3 separate regions of the Sus scrofa genome follow, and all the other regions are linked to region 1. Evidence: chromatin contacts called from public Hi-C and promoter capture Hi-C data. All regions are on one chromosome and are shown on one strand. The core of a region is the stretch at or near the end of the contact, and the rest is flanking DNA. Distances in the headings are between cores, read along the strand shown.

Region 1 (4,581 bases), core at 870-3,369:
GGAAGAAAACTTTATTAAAATTTTTTTTCATCTTGGAGGTATACTTGACAAATATGTATATATTTAAGGTGTACAATGCATTTCATATAAATCTACACTGTGATAAGATCACAATCAAGTTAAATAGGATTCATTGCCTCACATGGGTTACAATTTTTTAAACTTTTCATTCCCTCACTCCCCTCCCCTCTGGCAACCACTTATTTGTTCTCTGTATGTATGAGTCTGTTTCTGTTTTGTTATGTTTATTTGTTTTGGGGGGAGGTATGTGGGTTGGCTGCGCCTGCAGCATGTAGAAGTTCCTGGGCCAGGATCGAACCTGCATTGCAGTTGCGACCTGTGCCATGATTATGGCAATGCCGGGGTCCTTAACCCACTGTGCCACCAGGGAACCTTCCTGCTTTTAGATTCCACATATAAGTGAAATTGTATGGTATTTGTCTTCCTCTGTCTGACATTTCACTTAGCATAATGCCCTCTAGATCCATCCATGTTGTCACAAATGGCAAGATATCATTCTTTTTATAGCTGAGTAATATTCCATTATCATTCATTCATATTTACACACATCGCATCTTCTTTTATCAATTCCTATATGAAGAAAACTTTAAGGATCCAAAAGTAGGGCTTTTTCCACAAGGGAAAGACATACCATTTTCCCGGATAGGAAAATCACCTTTGTACAGATGTCAGTTCTCTCTAAGTCAGTATAAATCACGAATGATTTTAATACAGAATTCTTCCCGAACCAGAAAAACTGAATCTTAATTGGAGAATATCAAAGGAACTAGGATACTCTGAAAAGGAAACAAAATTGGGGGGCACTCACTCTTAGAGATATTAAAACCAATGATTAACCTCAGTAAATGAACACAACATGATATTATCCCACGTGTAGACAAACAGACGAATGGAACAGTATAGAAAATTTAGAAACAAATCTCAAAACACATGCAAAATTAACTTGTGATAAAGGCAGCATCACAAATCAATGAGGAATAAAGATAGAATTTCTTGTAAATGTTGAGACAACCGACTAATGATTCAGGAAAAGAGAAAGTTAGATTTATACTTCCTCTCGTACACCAAGATACTTATTAATGGATCAAAGATCCACTTTTTAAAAGTGACACTATGCAATGTTCTGTTAAAATAAAAAACAAAGGTAGACCAGACTTGAAAATTTCTTGAGCAGACAAAACCAGTTTAGTCATAAGAGCAAAGTTTCATTTAGCTCATTTTGCAAGACAAGCCAGGCTAACTGACCTGGGTATTTCTTGCTTATGCCTCTGAAAATCCTCAGCAAGACTTACATTGTTCCCCCAACTCGATATGAAGTAACTACTAACCAATTCCCTCTAAAAAAAATTCTTAATACTGTAACCAATCACTGTGAAGAATAAACAGTCACCGTCTCCACACGATAGAAGATGCTTTATAACATAAAGTTTCTTTCCATGTTTGAATGCTACCGGTTTGTAAGCTTTTTGACGTGTGCACAATAAACTTTTACTAATTATTACTTCATTGATGTATTGCTTTTACTTCTGGTGTTTGTTTTGTCTGAACTTTTAACAATTTTAAATGTCAAAAGTGAAAGCATACAAATACTACATTGACCAAACATACCGCAGTGTCAATTTAAGCGTCTCCAGCGGAGATAGGTGACTTTCTGCAGTTCTTCATTCCCATAAGCTGGACCATGGCGCTAGCAAGGCGTTCTCAAAACCCCATTCCTGATTTGAGTGAAAATTCACAATAGACATTAAAACAAACAAAACTGTCCTGGAGTATCCAAGGATGTATGCCTTCTGATTCAGTGTCGGTTGGCCTCATTCATCTTCGAGACTCGTAATACGGTGACTCTCGTTCTGCCTGTCGAACAGCTTTGTAAACGGATAACAAAACGAGGGCTTATTAAAGATGGGACCCCCTTGGATCCCAGAGAAGCCCTGAATAGACGGCTCTTCTTTGAAAGGATGCGGTACTTCCGCCCCCACCCTCCGCAGCCCGTAGTAGACCCTATGCCGACGCACTCAGCCTTCCAATGCAGGCGCGGAAGAAACGCCTCCCAATCTCACATTTTGATAGGCTCGCGAGACCGAGGCTGCGAAGAGAGCCGTGGCCCTATTGGCTGAAGGACGTGGCCCGCGCGGCGCTTTCTGGGAGTGTAGTCCCTGGGGCCGCTGGCTCCAGGGGCTCGCGGGTCTGACGTCGGAGGTTTCAGCACCTGAGCTGACGGCTGTGGTAAAGAGGTGGGTGTGTCTGGAGGCAGGGTGCGGGGAGTGGCGAGGTTTCAGATGAAGAAACCAAACGGTCCATTAAAGAGAAGTAAGGGTGCGGGCTCGCCGAGAGCTACAGACCTACTTGGAACTGGGGCTCAGAGCGTGGGGCTGAAGGAGCGCAAGTCCCACGGCCAACCAGACAGTGGCAACTGTTGCCTTAGCAAGCCCTCGGGACATCTAAGGCCCCGTCCTCTGCCCCCAATCCAATAAAGGGGCGGGCTCGGGCCGTTTAAATGGTTTGGGGTTGAGTGAGGACGAAGGCGGGTCGGTTTTCTCTCCGGCCCTAGCAACGCTGGACCTGCGGATCGGTGGGCGGGGAACGGCTGTGTTTCTGGAGGTTGGACGGGCATCCTGGGCCGGCGCCCTATCTCCCCGCTGATTGGCCACAGCCCCTCGGGGGCGGGGTTAGGGCGGAGCCTGGGGCGAGCACTTCCCGCCCGCTGCGAGGAGAGGGCCTCCGGGATTCCTAGAGAGGACTCGGAAGTACTCTCGGGGGTGGGGTTTATGGCTCTACACCGTTGGTCAGGGACAGCTTGGACTTGCTTACTTCCGGCGAGGAAGTGTTGGGAAGTGTCGGGTTCGGCTTTCTCTTCGTTTGTGAGAAGAAACCCGTCTTCCCAGCCTTGGCCGCAGGAGCCTGGTCTTCCAGCAGAGCTCCCCGGGACTGGGGCCTTGAGGACAGGCCTCTGTGTCCAGACCATGGTCCTGTCCCTAACCTTGACCGGGCCGGTTTCCGTGGCTCGGGGTCAGGGGCGATTGTGAGGAATCCAGGTGCAAAATCGGTACTTAAAACCCTGGTTCTCTTCGGGACCCATGAAGTCTCCCGTTGGCCTGTCAAGCTCTTGTGGCTTGAGAAGGACAGGGCCAGTTTTGACCGTTGTACTGTTTTTGACCTCTGTTCTGACTTAAGTTGGCTTGTGGTAGAGAAGGAGCGGCTGCGTCTGGACTAGTTAGTAAGTTTTGTCCTGTTTTTTTTATATGAGATTTAATGCTCTTAAGCACTAAAATTGTATTTGATTAGGCTCGATGTCAAATTTTTATTGCTGTCCTTTACCCTTTTTCTTAATTTATTTTGTCCGCACCTGGGCCATGTGGAAATTAATGAGCCGGGGATAGAACTCCAGCCACCACAGCTGCCCCAGCCTCTGTAGTGACACCAGGTCCTTAATCCTCTGAGCCAGAAGAGAACTACCTCCTTTACACTTTTTCAGTGTTGGTCATTATTTTGTGGGTGGAGGGATGGCTGTTTTGTAGTACACTTTTTTTTTTTTTTTTTAGGTCCACACCCTCAGCATATGGAGGTTCCCAGGCTATGGGTCCAATCGGGGCTGCAGCTGTCGGCCTACACCACAACCACGCAGAATCTGAGCATCTTGGACCTACACGTCAGCTCAGGGCAACACCAGATCCTTAACCCCCGGCCAAGGCCAGGGATTGAACCTGCATCCTTATGGATACTAGTTGGGTTTGTTCCTGTTGAATCACAAGGGGAACTCCCTATAGCCCACATTTTTTTTTTTTTTTTGTCTTTTTAGGGTCACACCCTCAGCATATGCAGGTTCCCAGGCTATGGGTCAAATCAGAGCTGCAGCTGTCGGCCTACACCACAACCACAGCAATGTGGGCTCCAAGCCTCCTCTGCCACCTACACCACAGCTCATGGCAATGCCAGATCCTTAACCCGTTGAGCGAGCGCATCCTCACGGATGCTAGTCAGGTTCGTTAACTGCTGAGCCATGACGGAACTCCTGTAGTCCACATTTTTAAGTGTCGTTTCCGTATATCATTAGTTGTTGAGTTGCTGAGTGGTCATTTGTGTCCTCTCTTTGCTAATAATGGTTCCCAATGTACCAGTAGGTTGCAAGCTAATGAACGTGTCCTTCAGAAGATCTCAAGGAGCAGAGAACAAAGTTGATCCGTGCCCCCCGGCTTACCTGGAGAGCTCTGCCTCTGAGTTGGAATGATAATGACAGAATCTGGGGAAGTTATAGACTTAGACCTTCCAGCTGAGACGTCACAGGAGCAGGAGGACCTTCTCATAGTGAAGGTGGAGGAAGAAGACTGCACCTGGATGCAGGAGTACAACCCACCAGCGTTTGAGACTTTTTACCAGCGCTTCAAGCACTTCCAGTACCACGAGGCCTCAGGCCCCCGCGAGGCCCTCAGCCAGCTCCGGGTGCTCTGCTGTGAATGGCTGAGGCCTGAGCTGCACACCAAGGAGCAGATCCTGGAGCTGTTGGTGCTGGAGCAGTTCCTGACCATCCTGCCGGAAGAGTTCCAGACCTGGGTGAGAGAG
Region 2 (4,581 bases), core at 1,193-3,692, 62 kb after region 1:
AACACACCACCGTCAGAGTTCGCTCACCTCTGCTGCAGAAATGCGACACTCTGCTAAGAGGTACAACGGGTGGGGAGATGGCAACTTGGGAAAGAACCCCAAATTTATAGCTCTCCTAGAAGAGAAAGCTTGAAATGGTGCCCAATTCTCGAGCTTGTCTTACAGGACAGCAGCTAAGGGAACAGCTTGGTACACAACCCCTCTGCCTGTAGCCTGCCTTCACGGACCAAGCTTGCCTTTATCATGTTTTTTTCAAATTACATACCCTCCAAGTTTCATGAGGCTTAGATAATATACCGCAAGACGCCTCAACTACCCCTATGAACACCTCCGATTTATGAGTTGCTATAGTAACAGGGGCTTAAGCTGTTTTCAGAAACATAAGAGTCGGCTCTTGTCCAGTTCATGTTGGCTAAGACTGTCAGGTCCACTGATCCTAAAACTAGGTCCGTGCAGGTGATGACTGACCCTTTGACATCAGAGGCCAAAACTCCCCCAAATCATGCCAAGTGCTCCACTTTTGAAACCCTTCCCATGAAGCAGCATGTCACTCAGATACACCTGTGTGGAACACGGGTGACTTCACCTCTTCCTGCGTCAATCACCTTTCCCCGCACCTGCCCAACCTGCTTCTTTATCCCATAAAAATCTCAAGCCCCTCACCTTCGGGTGGGGATCTAAGAGGCATTCTCCCACCTCGTCCCTTGGCTGCCTTGTGAATAAACTCTCTGCTGCAAACCTCAGTGTCTCAGCATTCAGTTTACTGCGGCCAGGAGCAAGACTCTGGTTTGGTGACAAGCTGTTAATGAAAAACTGGAAGTAATTGTCACCTATTGTCCAGGGATCTCGACAGGGACAAGAGACATTATCAGGAGTGTAATTTTGTTCAACACCCCAAAGTTTCTAACTGGAGCTGTCCAACAGGGCAATTGATTAAGCAGTGCATTTTTTTTTTTTTTAAATGCAGTGCATCGGAGTTCCCGTCGTGGCTCAGTGGTTAGCAAACACAACTAGAATCTGTGAGGACGCAGGTTCGATCTCTGGCCTTGCTCAGTGGGTTATGGATCTGGTGTTGCTGTGAGCTGTGGTGTAGGTCATAGACGAGGCTCAGATCCCGTGTTGCTGTGGTGTAGGCACAAGACAAAATAAAACAAACAAAAAAATGCAGTGCATCTTCTGTGACGCCTATACCTTTGTGCAGAGACGCTATAGACTAGAGAGATTGTTTCATGGTAGGAAGTTGCTTTAGATGAATGATACCAAGGAGGAAAGAAAGGGAAGGCATATCAGAATATCCCAGAGGCTCGTTTTTTTTTTTTTTTAATCTTTTTCTAGGGTGCACCCATGGCATATGCAGGTTCCCAGGCTAGGGGTCTAATCAGAGCTGTAGCCACTGGCCTAAGCCAGAGCCACAGCAACTGGGATCCAAGCTGCTTCTGCGACCTACACCACAGCTCCCTGCTACGCCCGATTCTTAACCCACTGAGCCAGGCCAGGGATCCAACCCACAACCTCATGGTTCCTAGTCGGATTCGTTTCCACTGAGCCATGACGGGAACTCCAAGGCTCATAGCGTTTAAAAAAAAACATATAGAATGTCACACTTGGTTGTGATTATATTTAATGGAAATGTCAAGTATCATTAAAGGAAAATATCTGATTTGTGAACTTAAACAAAGGAGCAGTATCTACTGTTCCTTCCAAATCACCGTTTTGATTCCTCAGGCGACTTTCCAGTCCCTGGCAGGTCTAGTTGCACCACAGGACATCACATTCTCTAAGGAGCTAGGCAGTCATAATGCCCTAGGGGCTTCGTGTAGCCTTGGCCCTGCCTGTCCACGTGCTCCGTGCTTTATCTAGCCCTGCTTCTTTCTGCACAGCCCAGTCTTTCCAGCAGGAACGCACCTCTCTTGCGATCGGTGTCTTTCTTTCACCCCAATTTGCTCAACGCTCCCACCTTCCCCCAAGAACTGTAGTATGTTCCGATCCTACGATTCTCTGTGGTTCTCCGGCCATCGAAACACCTCCAACCCTCGCTTGAAGCGGCGTGCTTGGTGCCCCTGCGTAAGCTCCCAACCGGCTGACTCACGGACATCGGACCCTAGGGTCCGCCCCCGTGCTCGTCCCCGACACGCACCCAGGCGGAAGGGACCCCACTCCGCGGGGAGGCTCGGGTGTTGGCTGGAGCTGGGCAAGGGCCAGCGGGGGGCGCTTTCCCACGTCCGGGGCTGGCGCGGTCATTACTGGTTTACTGGCTACAGAGTGGGCAGCGGGGTCAGGAGGGCGGTGAGGCCGGCAGAAGACCATGGCAAAGCCTCCCCGACGAGCCGCAGCCGCGCCCGCGCCCCTCATCCGGGGCCCTCCTCCCGCCCGCTCTTCCGGGGCCCTCCTCCCGCGCCCTCATCCGGGGCCCTGCCCCCGGCAGCGGACACCGCCCCCGGAAGTGCCACCGAGAAGCGCCGGCCTCCGAGCGGGCTAGAGCGACCCCCGAAAGGCAAGGCCGGCCCCGCGAGCCAGGGTGTCCGCGACGGGACGGCCGCCTGGCCCGCCCCTCCGCTCGGGTGAGTCCCCGGAAGCCGTTCTGGGGCGGCGGTGGGCCGGCCTCTTACCGAGCCTCCCGGGGAGGAGGAGCAGGAGGAGGCTCCCGTCCCCAGGAGAGCGCGGGGCCGGGCCGCCCGGGCCCGTTACGCTTCGGTCGGGCTTCGCCCCGACGCCTCGCGGGCCGAGGGCCCCGCCGTCAGGACCCGGTGACCGTGCCCTGCTGTGAGCGGGGTGTCTGCGGCCCGCTTCGCCCTTGGGGGCCCGTGTCTTGAGCTGCCCGGGAAGCGGGAGGAGGGCAGCGCCGGCCGAGGCCTTCTGAGGGCCTTTCCCAGGGGGTGGAGGGGGGACGGCACCCTGTCCCTGTCGCGTCCTTGCGTGTGAAGGACAACCTGTCAAACCTGTTTGAGTCGCAGCCCTTCCCCGGTTACTGTCAGGATGGTGGGAAGGGCCTGCCTTCCCGGCCTGGGTTTCCGAAGGGTCCGACCCCCGCGCCCCCACCCCCGGCCCCACCGTGGAATGTGGTTGTTAGGGGTCGAGTCCCTTCCGTAATTCAAAGTGGGCGGACACGTGCTTGCCAGGTAATTGCTCAGGGGCCTGCTTGAAAAACCAGTGACGAATCGTAGCTAGTGTGTCTGTCTCAGCCTGGCGAGAAGTTTGTAAATGCCGAGCATTTTAAATTTCCGCAGAAACCTTTCCACTATGAAATTGTGCCTTCTTGATTAAAAAAAAAAAAAAAAAAAAAAAAAAAAGCCACAGATTCTGAATGAGTGGAGTTCACGTAAACCTGCAGACTCGGACCCTTAAATATTTAAAAATGGGACCTTAAATATTTAAAAATGCAAGATACTCCTTTTTTTTTGTGCTGTTTGGGTTAGGTCAGTCATTATTAACGATTTTTTATTAGGTATCTGCAGTGTGTAAGGTACTTTGCTAAGTCCTGAGGGTGTAGGATGACGGGCTGTTTTCACTTGTCACAGTAATTTCTCCTCCTCTCACCCTGCAGTGATGGTCCTTGTCCTCCAGCACAGGGATGGAGGAACTATCGGCCCAGGAAACAGCAGGATCTCCAAGGGTCCCGTTTCAGCCTTTGGAGGCCTACGCTGAGGGTCTGTCCCCAACACCTCAGTTCGTGCAGGACACCGACATGGAGCAGGGGCTCACTGGGGGTAAGGCCGAGAGAGCACTCGCATCCAGGAGAATGGGAGTGTGGACGGGCTCCTGGGCCGGGTGTCAGAGAGGCAGGGGACTCCCCTGAGAGGATGGCCCCTAGAGGGGAGGTGGGGAAGGGGCGGATGACCTGACTCCATTAAGTCCCCGACCTGGGTCCCTCTGTTGAGGTCAGCCTGTCCTCTTTTAACAGGCAGAATGGTACCCACACACCCTGCTGTGGCTGTTCTCCTTCACACAATCTTTGCTTCATCCCAGTTGGCACATTTAGAATAATCTCCAAGATACGCTGCTTTTGCCCCATCTCCCAGCCCTCGCCTTGCTTTCAGTTCCTCTTAGCTGTAGGGCCTGGCCCTCCCCGCTCTCTTAACTTAGTTTCTTCCCTCTTTGACCTTTTGTGCTTTGCCATCTGCTGTTCTGTCGCAATTGCAATGTTTGTGACAAATTTTGGTCGAGAAAGCAACCGTTGTAATTCCTTGGTTGAGCCCAGTGCCTAATGAGAATGTACACATACTGGGAGTTCCCGTTGTGGTGCCTCGGAAACGAATCCGACTAGGAACCATGAGGTCGCAGGTTCGATCCCTGGCCTCGCTCTGTGGGTTAAGGCTTTGGCGTTGCGGTGAGCTGTGGTGTAGGTGGCTGATGTGGCTTGGATCCCATGTGGCTGTGGCTGTGGTGTAGGCCGGCGGCTGTAGCTCCGATTGGACCCCTAGCCTGGGAACCTCCATATGCTGTGGGTGCAGCCCTAAAAACAAAACAAAACAAAACAAAAAGAATGTATATGTATCATGTATTCACTATAAAATTTATGTGTATTATTTTGATATACATATTGATATAATATTGATATATGTAGATATCATCTGGTACTGT
Region 3 (4,581 bases), core at 971-3,470, 45 kb before region 1:
GAAACAAGGTCGAGTCCTTCACCTACTAAACCACAATGGGAACTCCTTAAACAAATTTTTTAAAAAATATAAGAGGAGTTCCCGTCGTGCCTCAGCGGAAACAAATCTAACTACTATCCATGAGGGTGCAAATCCAATCCCTTGCCTTGCTCAGGTGGGTTAATGATCTGGCATTGCTGTGAGCTGTGGTGTAGGTCCCAGATGAGCTCAAGGCCCTGATATGGTGTTGCTGTGGCTGTGGCAAAGGCCAGCGGCTAGAGCTCCAATTCGATCCTAGCCTGGGAACCTCCATATGCCATAGATTCAGCCCTAGAAAAACAAAAAAATAAAATAAAATTCTTTAGTTCACAGGCCATACAAAAACAGGGCACAGTAAATCCAGCCCATTGGCAATACTTTGCTGATCTCAACCTCCTCTGTTACTGTTATTTATTTGCTAATGAACTACTGGCTTTATATTCTGACAAAAGACTCCATCTAAAAGATCACCAGGAGTTCCCATTGTGGCTCAGCAGGTTAAGAACCTGACATAGCCTCCGTGAGGACGCACGTTTGATCCCTGGCCTCCCTTGGTGGGCTAAGGATCCAGCACTGACATGCTGATTCGGCTCGATCTGTTGTTGCCGCTGAGGCTGTGGCAAAGGCCTGCTGCAGCTATACCTCTAATTTGAGCCCTAGCCAGGGAACTTCCATATGCCACAAGTGCAGCCCAAAAAAGGAAAATAAATAAAATAAACACCATCAGTATCTGGACACCAATTCCTTCACCTGGGTGATGCCCAAAAGTCACAGAGGGACAGCTAGATGACTAGCACCCAACTGTGGACCAAGCAGTGCTGCAAGCACCTCACACACACTGTTTAACCTTTGGTTCACAGTGCTCTCCACTGCGATCCTCTGCTTAAATCAGATGCCAGGCCTCGAGGCTTCCTTTTCACATGTCCTGTTTAAACAACACGGCTACCCTGGATAAATGTTCTCATGCCCATTTTTACAAATGGGAAATAAGTAGCATCTTCTTTTTTTTTTGTCTTCTTAAGGCCACACCCGTGGCATATGTAAGTTCCCAGACTAGGGGTCTAATCAGAGCTGTAGCTGCCAGTCCATACCACAGCCACAGCAACGACAGATCCAAGCCACTGTCTGCAACCTACACCACAGCTCAAGGTGACCGTGGATCATTAATCCAGAGCAAGGCCAGGGACTGAACCCGAGTCCTCATGGATACTAGTCGGGTTTGCTACCGCTGAGCCACGATGGGAACTCCCCTCTTCCTTTTTGATCCCCTTTTCATTTCTCCAGGCTGATTAAGATATAGAAACCTGGGATAAGATACAGGATTAGACAAAACTCTCACTATCATGCGGTGTGACCGCAGGCAAGCCACACATTTCTGACTGTTATTTCCCCCATCCTTAAAATGGGATCAACGTTCCTGGCAACGACTTCCTGACAAGGCTACCATCAGGATCCGGGGCTAAAACATGGTGGTTTCCATATTTTTTTAAAAATCAATGTGGACAGTCTGACGAGTGTAGATTTACACACGCAGATCACCGAAAAGCCTGCTGGCCATAAAGTCATTCTTGTGATTAAAGCTCAGTTTACCACGGAGACGCAGAAGCCTAGGTTGGAATCCCAGCTCAGCCCACTCACTCACTAGTTGTGACCTTGAATAGGTCACCTCACCTCGCTAAGCCTACTCAACAAATACACGCGTTGAGCCTTACGTGGTGCCAGGTGCCCACCGCCCTAGGTAACAGCTCCTCCTAGAAGCTGAACTTCAGCTTTGCGCCGAGAGCTCAGCTACAAAGCGCCAGGGGTTGAGCTCAGGTGCAAAGCGGAGATGAGCGCCGCTATTCCTCAGCGGGGTGAGGGAGGGTGGCTCTAAGCCGCGCATTCCCAAGCCCCAAAGCGCGTCTCTGGGCTGCCGTCACTTTCCCTGCCGCAGCCGAGTGGCGCGGTCCCTGGGCAGGCCGGAGGCGCGGCGGGGCGAGCAGCGAAGGGTCGGGCGGCGCAGGACCTGGGCAAAGCTCTCGTGCGCCTCCAGTGAGGGCGCGGAGAAGGCTCTGAGGGAAAGGCAGGCCGCTCCGGCACTCGGTCCTTCCCCTCCCGGTGCGGCTCTGAGCACTGAACCCTAGACCCCGACTCCTGCCTTCAACCTGAGGGCCCTAACCAGAGCCAGAACCGGAGACTCACCAACTGACGCCATCTTGGAGTCCTGGCTGTCCGCTTGGCCGTGTCGCGCTAGGGCTGCTGGGTAAGGAGCATGCGCCCTGGGGCCCCGGAGCAGAGGCTCACGGGAGGCAGGTCGCGACTGGGACGAAGCTGGGGTTGCAAGTCCGCCCTGGGAAAAAGGGCTAAGTCCCTGGAGGGCAAAGACCTGGGTCCAGCTTTTAGGGACCGGCGGGGTGAGGAGGTGGGGATGGTAGTTAGGAGGAAGGAGGCTGGTAGGACCCCCAGAGAGGAAAGTGAGGAAAGAGCATCCTAACTCTCTATCACCTTAAATTTGTTGTGAAACATGACGAGGGCGCCTTAGGACCCTTCCTCTCAGCTGTGTTTGATGGGACTTAAACTCTGACTCTCAGGGGATCCCCAGTCACCAGGAAAAGCCGGTGTCCAGAGTTAGGCTCTAAATGGGTTTGATTCAAGAGTACCTGCAGGCGTTCCCTCTGTGGTTTAGTGGTTTAAGAATCCCACTGCAGGGAGTTCCCACTGTGGCTCAGCTGGTTAAGAACCCTCATCCTATCCACAAGGATTCGCGTTTGACCCCTGGCCTTGCTCGGTGGGTTGGGAATCCATGGCTACTGCAAGCTGTAGTGTAGGTCGCAGATGTGGCTCAGATCTGGCATTCCTGTGGCTGGGGCATAAGCTGGCAGCTGCAGCTCCAATTGAACCCCTAGCCTGAGAACTTCCACATGCCGCAATGTGCAGCCCTAAAAAGGGGGAAGGGGGAGGTGGAGAAGAGAGAGAGAGAGAGAGGAAATCCTTCGGCAGTGGCTGGGGTCGCTATGGAGGTTCTAGTTCAAGTTTGATCCCCACTGTTTGATTGGTGCAGTGGGTTAAAAGCTCTGGGGTAAAGAGTACCTGTCCATGTCCAGGCTCTGGGAATGCTAAGGACAGAAGGTGTCCACAGCTCCAGTCCTTTCTGCCACTTCTTTTCCAGCACAGTGATGCAAAGGCCACAATAACTACTCCTGGTTAAGCAATTCTGACTTGGGTGAGATGCTTTGATCTCTTGAATCTCAGTTTTCTTCTCTGTAAAATAGGCATGTAACACTTGCCTGGCATCCTTGTTGTAGGAAACAAATGAAACAAGGTGTGTCAAAATAAAGGATTAAGAGCTGAGTGGATAGTAGGAATTGGACCAGTGAACTGATGCCTTCCTCACGAAAGTGACTTGGGGGACTTAATTATCAAATTCATTTTTTTTTTTTGTCTTTTTTGTTGTTGTTGTTGTTGCTATTTCTTGGGCCGCTCCCGCGGCATATGGAGGTTCCCAGGCTAGGGGTTGAATCGGAGCTGTAGCCACCGGCCTACGCCAGAGCCACAGCAACGCAGGATCCGAGCCGCGTCTGCAACCTCCACCACAGCTCACGGCAACGCCGGATCATTAACCCACTGAGCAAGGCCAGGGATGGAACCCGCAACCTCATGGTTCCTAGTCGGATTCGTTAACCACTGCGCCACGACGGGAACTCCTCAAATTCATTTTTGTCGGCTGTACCTACAGCATATGGAAGTTCTTGGGAAGAACCCACCCCACGGCAGTGACCCAATCCGCTGCAGTGACCAGGCCTGAACCTTAACCTGCTGCACCACAAGGGAACTCCCCAAACTCATTTCTTTTTGTCAGTCACTTATTCATTCACCAAATGCACATTGCTATGTACTGGGCACTACAGGCATAGAAATCATTCAAACATGGTCTCTGCATTCCAGACAGCTGAGTAGACAGATGAGTATGAACTCCTTAGTGAGGGAGAGGTAAATTTTACAATAAAATATAGATCCTTGAGAAAGGGAGCCCAAGGGGTGTGAGGCTCTTAGATGGGCAGCCTGGGGTTCAGGGCACCAGGGCCTGGGCCTCTTTTGGGTGGGACTACAGACACCAGAAATGGGCAACAGCTCCTGGGAGAACCAGGAGTTGGACCCAAGCCAGAAGTGCAAATGGAGCCCAGATGTACATGTGGCACCACACAACAGAGCTGGGAAGGTGCCAGGGCCTAGTGCTGAGCAGGATCTCCATATTCCTAGAAAGGAGTAGGGGGCTGCCCAGGAAGGGCAGCGGCCTGAAAATTCTTGCAATGAACAGGGTCACGGGGTCTGAGGCCTTGCGGGGGGGTCATCAGAAAGGGCTGTTTCACTGTTGAATGTTTACTTTGAAGTCAAATTATACTTTCACATCATTTAAAGTATGAGTTCCCATTGTGGCTCAGCACTAATGAACCTGACTAGTATCCATGAGGACTTGGGTTTGATCCCTGGCCTTGCTCAGTGGGTTAAGAATCCAGCTTTGCCCTGAGCTGTGGTTTAGGCCGGCAGCTGCAGCTCTATTTCGACCCCTAGCCTGGGAATTTC

Evidence for each region. Promoter capture Hi-C pulls out the DNA fragments that hold promoters and counts their contacts. A called contact is a pair of places that touch in the nucleus more often than the background predicts.
Region 2: a contact with region 1 is called in a Hi-C map of liver, with 4 times the contacts expected there. The contact joins the promoter of ZNF655 here to the promoter of ZKSCAN5 in region 1. A contact is called at or near these places in 1 of 5 promoter capture datasets (liver), 10 of 47 Hi-C or Micro-C datasets (alveolar macrophages, embryonic fibroblasts, fetal liver and 4 more) and 1 of 2 datasets of contacts at active chromatin or transcription factors (alveolar macrophages).
Region 3: a promoter capture Hi-C map of liver shows a contact between it and region 1, with 2.6 times the contacts expected there. The contact joins the promoter of ATP5J2 here to the promoter of ZKSCAN5 in region 1. A contact is called at or near these places in 2 of 5 promoter capture datasets (fetal liver and liver), 5 of 47 Hi-C or Micro-C datasets (heart right ventricle, liver and skeletal muscle) and 2 of 2 datasets of contacts at active chromatin or transcription factors (alveolar macrophages and skeletal muscle).

The regions. Positions count from the first base shown.
Region 1 is chr3:6,440,196-6,444,776 of Sscrofa11.1, forward strand. It overlaps ZKSCAN5 (zinc finger protein with KRAB and SCAN domains 5), which reads left to right and starts at 2,120. Exons shown (of 5, transcript XM_013995381.2): 1 at 2,120-2,255; 2 at 4,143-4,581. The coding sequence starts at 4,246.
Region 2 is chr3:6,502,266-6,506,846 of Sscrofa11.1, forward strand. ZNF655 (zinc finger protein 655) reads left to right here and starts at 2,443. Exons shown (of 3, transcript XM_021086134.1): 1 at 2,443-2,561; 2 at 3,545-3,707. The coding sequence starts at 3,572.
Region 3 is chr3:6,394,631-6,399,211 of Sscrofa11.1, forward strand. It overlaps ATP5J2 (ATP synthase, H+ transporting, mitochondrial Fo complex subunit F2), which reads right to left and starts at 2,221. Exons shown (of 4, transcript NM_001097464.1): 1 at 2,200-2,221. The coding sequence starts at 2,212.